Linked DNA regions of Rattus norvegicus: region 1 is linked to region 2. The links are chromatin contacts, called in public Hi-C maps. All regions are on one chromosome and are shown on one strand. Each heading gives the region's core, a stretch centred on a gene start, on an enhancer-like site or on the middle of the called end of the contact. The rest is flanking DNA. Distances are from core to core; before and after follow the strand shown. Region 1 holds the start of Rbpjl (recombination signal binding protein for immunoglobulin kappa J region-like). Region 2 overlaps Stk4 (serine/threonine kinase 4).

Region 1 (2,700 bases), core at 148-2,647, 340 kb before region 2:
TAGCCGCACCTCTGAGCTGTCCGGCAGGCTCAGGTGAGTCAAAGGGCCCGGGGGCACCGAGGGGTCTGCAGGGAAGCCAGTGTAAAACCCATAGGGGGGACAGTTCTTAACAGCCTACGTGTCCAGGTCTAACCTGCAGTACCTTTTCCAATCCTCTCCAGCGAGGCCAACAAAACGCAGGTTCTCCTTGCCTAATCTCCTCCCTCCACGTCTGGCACCTTCCCAAAGTGTCCATTCCGGGTTAGCTCTTGAACTCATAGACCTCTTTGGAGTGCACTTTCCCTATCCTCGGGGCATCTGAGAAACTTTCTCTTAAATTCAAGGATCCTTATCTGGAGATCTGGGTTCACTCTAATGGGCTACCACTTCAAAGCAAGCCTTTGAACGATGACTCTCTTTGCCCTCCCTCGACCGACTTTCCCCCGTGGATCAGCGGGTTTGGAAAGCTGAAGTCCAGACCGCAGCTGTTTTGACTTTTTAAGAGACCTGGGGTGCAAGCGAGGTGACATCAAGTTCGTGTTGATTTAAGCCAAGAGCAGGATAAGGGAGCCCTTAGTCAAGAGCCAACCCTGAATCCAAAGGCCCGGTGGACCTTTACTCAGATGCTTGCACTGCGGTGCTGCCTTCGCTATGCCTCACTCTACAAAAGGCTTGCCCTTCCGTCTACCTCCACCAACAAGCCGCTGGCACATCTAGCTAGCTCGTCACCATACTACGACAGACCCTGCCAGAAGGAGTTTTGTTCCTCTACCCTCCCTGGAAAGCCAGAAGGGAGAAGAATCCTGAATAGGAAGCCGGTCTGGAGTCAGCCACTCATCGGCCTTGCTCAGAATGGGCTCATTCAAGGAAGTTGGGGGGGGGGGAGGGGGAGCGCTGGGTTAGGGGGCGCTAGCCTACTCTGCCAAGAAACCACAGAAAAGTGGATAGAGCAGGCTCAGTGTGCCATGTGGGTGTGGGGTAGGGAACGGAAGAAAGGCTTAGTGATTCTTAGGTGCAAGGGAACCAGGCTGCTCTGGGGGAAGAGACAGAGATGGGGTGGGAGGTGGGGGGTAACTACTGGGTTTAATTCTGTGCCTGGAGCCCAGCTAGCCGCCTTATTGGGCCCCTCATTTTCCATCCATACTGTGTGTGTGTGTGTGTGTGTGTGTGTGTGTGTGTGTGTGTGTTCCCTTCGTGGTTCTCAGAGGACCTAGTTAAGCTACACAGGAAAGAGAAGGCTCACCTGTTGTCTCCCCGGGGTTCATGGCCGCCGTCGAGGCCCAGGCCGCTCTCTCGCTGCCCTCTGGGCACGTCTACTGCCACTGTCTTCGATACCGTTCACACCAATAAGCCCCGAGCCGATCCTCGCTCTGGATTTATCGCGTCCAAGCCTAATCTTCAAGGTCCCGGGACTCCCAGCCGCTGTTTGCTCTGGGCAGGGACACCTGCTGGGCAGATGTAGGCTTCCCACGGCGTAGAAGCCAGATCCAGTATGCGCCCCCTGGCGGCCACTTTTTTAAGAGCAGGCAAGTAACAGGCATTTCTTGTGTAGGATTTACTGGCCCACCACTAACAACTCAGACACCAGGAGTTGCTTTCGGTGTGGCAGAGCTGTGGCCCAGGGTGTGGGGAAGATGGCGAATGACCTCTGTCTGTAGAAGAAGAGCATGTGAAGCACCTTGGCTGACTCACACACCAGATAGACAGGACTCTATCTCAGCCACAGCCACTTTCCTGCTGTAAGGGGGGGGGGATGTATGTTATATATATGTATATATATGTATTTGTATATGTATATATACACACATGTATATATGGTGTGTATGATCTGTAATATATACTATATATAATTTTTTAAAAATTTATTTATTTATTTATTCTATATGAGTACACTGTAGCTCCCCTCAGACACACCAGAAGAGGGTCTCAGATCTTATTTACAGATGGTTGTGAGCCACCGTGTGTTTGCTGGGATTTGAACTCAGGACCTCTGGAAGAGCAGTCGGTGCTCTTAAGCACCGAGCCATCTCTCCAGCCCCATATAATTTTTTTTTTTTGGTTCTTTTTTTTTTTCGGAGCTGGGGACCGAACCCAGGGCCTTGCGCTTCCTAGGCAAGCGCTCTACCACTGAGCTAAATCCCCAACCCCTAATTTTTTTAAATACAGGCATTTGTCTCCTTTTGAGCTTTATGTGATTTTGTCTACTTCTTATTTACTTGGTGTCCTGTAGTTCTGCAAAATGTCATTTTCTACAAAGGCTTCCCTGTGAATTTCAGCAATCCCAGTGTGGTGATGTCAAAAAAATTATCATGAGTCTTTTTGTCTTGTTTTGAGACAGGATCTCACTATGTAGCCCCGGCTGGCCTGGAACTCACTGTGAAGACCAGACTGGCCTCAACTCCCAGAGATCTGCCTGCCTCTGCCTCCTGACTGTGCTACCAATTCGTGGCAAGACATTTTGAATAGATGCAAAACCAAAGTGTACATCCCCTGATATAAGAGTGAAGTCCAAACGTTACCAACTTCTTTCTGCCTGCAGGCTGTGACACTTCGGTTCTTCATCCTTCCAAGCACCATGAAGGGCCCTTTTTGCTGGCCACTGCCTCTGTTGCTGCTTTTCTTGCAGTCCTGGGAAACCCAGCTACAGCCTGCAGGTGAGCTGGATCCCAGCCCTCAGCATGCGAGGAAGGGAGCAGAAACAGTTTCTCTATCCGCGGTGAG
Region 2 (2,700 bases), core at 145-2,644:
ATGGCTCAGTGGTTAAGAGTACTGGGTGTTCTTCCAGAGGACCCAGGTTCAGTTCCCAGGACACACATGGCAGCTCACAGTCCTGCAGGACCTGACACCCTCTTCTGACCTCTTCAGGCACTGAACACATGTGGTACTTAGACATACATGTAGTCAAAACACCCATACACTTAAAATAAAAACTTTTAATTTGAAAAAGAAAATTTTTGGGGCTGGGGATTTAGCTCAGTGGTAGAGCGCTTACCTAGGAAGCGCAAGGCCCTGGGTTCGGTCCCCAGCTCCGAAACAAAGAACCAAAAAAGAAAAAGAAAATTTTTTCAAGCAAGACCTCCGGGCACATTCCCCAGGTTCTGGCTGAGGTTCCCACTCTCTTCTGACCTACCAGCCCACCATGTTTCCTGCTTTTCTAAGAGGGGCTTGCCACGTAGACCAGGCTAGCCTCACACTGGGCCTCCATCTGCCACGATTTCCCAAGGGTCATTATGGTGTTTCTTATAGAATGGGCTTTTCCTCTGATTTTTGCTTTGTTTTGTTATGTAGTGGTGGGGACCAAAGCCGGAGAGCTTCATGCTAGCTAGACAGGCTGAGGCTATGCCTAGACTCTGACACTAAGCCACACCCCTCAGCCCCTACAGCATGCTTTACAAAAGCGTTATCAGCACATTCTATGAGAAAAGCCCAGAGAGAGGTCACACAGTAAAGATGGTTAGGATGGGCCATTATATAACCCTTTAAAACTCAATCAAAGCCACGTCCCCCCAGACACTGACTTGGTCTTATGGATCAATATCGTTCCTATTTCTTTGAATTCTGCTCTTATATTTATCCTGTTTAATGCTTTAGCTATGGTCTTTCTGGGAACCTAAAATTATACATCTTCCAGAGTACCACTTTTTGTTGTTGTATTCTATATATTCCTGTCAGGTCTAAAGGGTACCCCATGTCCCCACAAAAAGAGCAGGCCCACCAACGAGGTCCAAAGTTGAATCAGGCTCAGCACAGTCTGGACTATAGGGGGTTCTGGTGTTTAGATAAAAGCCAGCATCCCTCAGGAACTAGGGAACTCTGTTGCCATCTGCCCCAAGAACCACTTCCCTTACCCCTGGATGGAGGGACCTAGAGGTCTGGTTGCATATCAAAGCCCATCCCAGCCTCCATGCTCCCTCAGTCCCTAGTCATAAGTACTTATCCCACTCCAAAGTCCACGCAAGCCAGGCTTCCCTCCTCCTAGTGACCAATTTGTTCTCTTCATAAGGACAGAGATTTTCCCGCCACCGCTACACACACTCTCTCTCTCCTCTCCTCCCCCCCCCCTCTCTCTCTCTCTCTCTCTCTCTCTGAGGCAGTCATCCGTTGGCTACAGTGTTATATAAGCTAGGCTGGCTGGTCAGTAAGCCCAGGGATCTACTCTCTGTGTCTGCCTCCCCAAGACCAGGTGATAAGCACACATCACCACCCCTGGGTCTCTTTTTTTTTTTTTTTTTTTTAAATGTGGTTCTGGACATTGGACTTAGATCCTCAAGAACTTTGCTGACTGAGCTGTCTCTAGCTCCTGAACGGTCCATGCTTGAGAAAGCGATATTTATACTATTGCTATGCTTTCAGTGTCCACTGCGTTCTTCCTATGTCTAGTCTATACTGTAACTGGATGTGACATTTATCCATTCACCCATCAACAGATGTATAGGCTTCACATAGATTCAGACTCTCATCCTCTCCAGCCCACCCATACCCCATAGTAATATAAGGCAGGTTTCTTCCATAGAATGCAGTCTTCAATTCTGTTGTTTTGAGATGCAGTCTTACTACACTGGCCTGGCTGGAGCCCTCACCCTAGCCTTCCAAGCAGCAAGGCCTCCAGGGGCACACTACACACCCCACTTCTACCTCAGTGAGTGTTCTCATGGTCTGTTCTTCTCTATTTCTCTAGTTTGAGCTTTTTGGTAACACTGTATTGAGATTTATCTTTTATATACTCTTAGAACACAGGTACTTTTAATCACATTTTCTGTGATTTCCAGAGTGTCTGCATTTGTCTGTCACTCAGCTCCAGACACTGACTTCGTTCCTTCCTTTATGCCCAGCTGTGTCTGTGTACAGCTCAGTCTGTGAAGAGCCTCCTGACCTGACGGCATGTTGTTCCTCCTGTCTTACGGAATGCTCTGTCTATACAAGGCCTCCTCCATGATTTCTCTTTACCATGTTTTACAAATTAGCCACTGTTGGGGCTGGGGTAGCTCAGTGGTAGAGCGCTTACCTAGGAAGCGCAAGGCCCTGGGTTCGGTCCCCAGCTCCGGAAAAAAAAAAAAAGAACCAAAAAAAAAAAAAAAAAAAAAAAAAAAAAAAAAAAAAAACAAATTAGCCACTGTTGTAGCCTAACTGATTTTATTTATGTTTGTTTCTCTCATCATTAACTCAATGAAAACACAGGCTCTGTCTTGTGCATCTACTCTGAGCTGGTAAATTATCGTAAACTAAAGTATTACAGGGTGGAGTTTTGCTTTTGAAGAGTCATGAACCAAACTGGATTTAAATTTAAAGCTTTTTGTGGAATTTTGTGCAAAATGAGAATGTACAAGTTCTTCTAAAAGGAATATTCTCTTCAAAAGTGTGATCGGTTTATAGAAATATCACTTTTAAAGCCTACTGCATTTCTAAGCAGTATTTTTTAGAAATCACTACATATCTTAAACACTACAG

The links. Hi-C and Micro-C count contacts between places; a contact is called where the count stands out from the background.
Region 1: a Hi-C map of kidney shows a contact between it and region 2, with 3 times the contacts expected there. The contact joins the promoter of Rbpjl here to the enhancer-like site in region 2. A contact is called at or near these places in 8 of 12 Hi-C or Micro-C datasets (the A7r5 cell line, the Rat2 cell line, Schwann cells and 5 more) and 1 of 1 datasets of contacts at active chromatin or transcription factors (oligodendrocytes).

The regions. Positions count from the first base shown.
Region 1 is chr3:173,552,195-173,554,894 of GRCr8, reverse strand. Rbpjl (recombination signal binding protein for immunoglobulin kappa J region-like) reads right to left here and starts at 1,397. Exons shown (of 12, transcript NM_001108604.1): 1 at 1,223-1,397; 2 at 1-65. The coding sequence starts at 1,244. Matn4 (matrilin 4) reads left to right here. Exons shown (of 11, transcript NM_001106539.1): 1 at 1-33; 2 at 2,519-2,633. The coding sequence starts at 2,555.
Region 2 is chr3:173,216,310-173,219,009 of GRCr8, reverse strand. All of the region lies in intron 10 of Stk4 (serine/threonine kinase 4), which reads right to left. Among named protein-coding and RNA genes, the nearest start is that of Kcns1, 45 kb to the left of the region's middle. Within about 2 kb of position 1,394, at least 1 of the 93 cell types and tissues checked has an H3K27ac peak or open chromatin away from gene starts, as enhancers often do. A contact at or near this core is called in kidney, where this site is marked.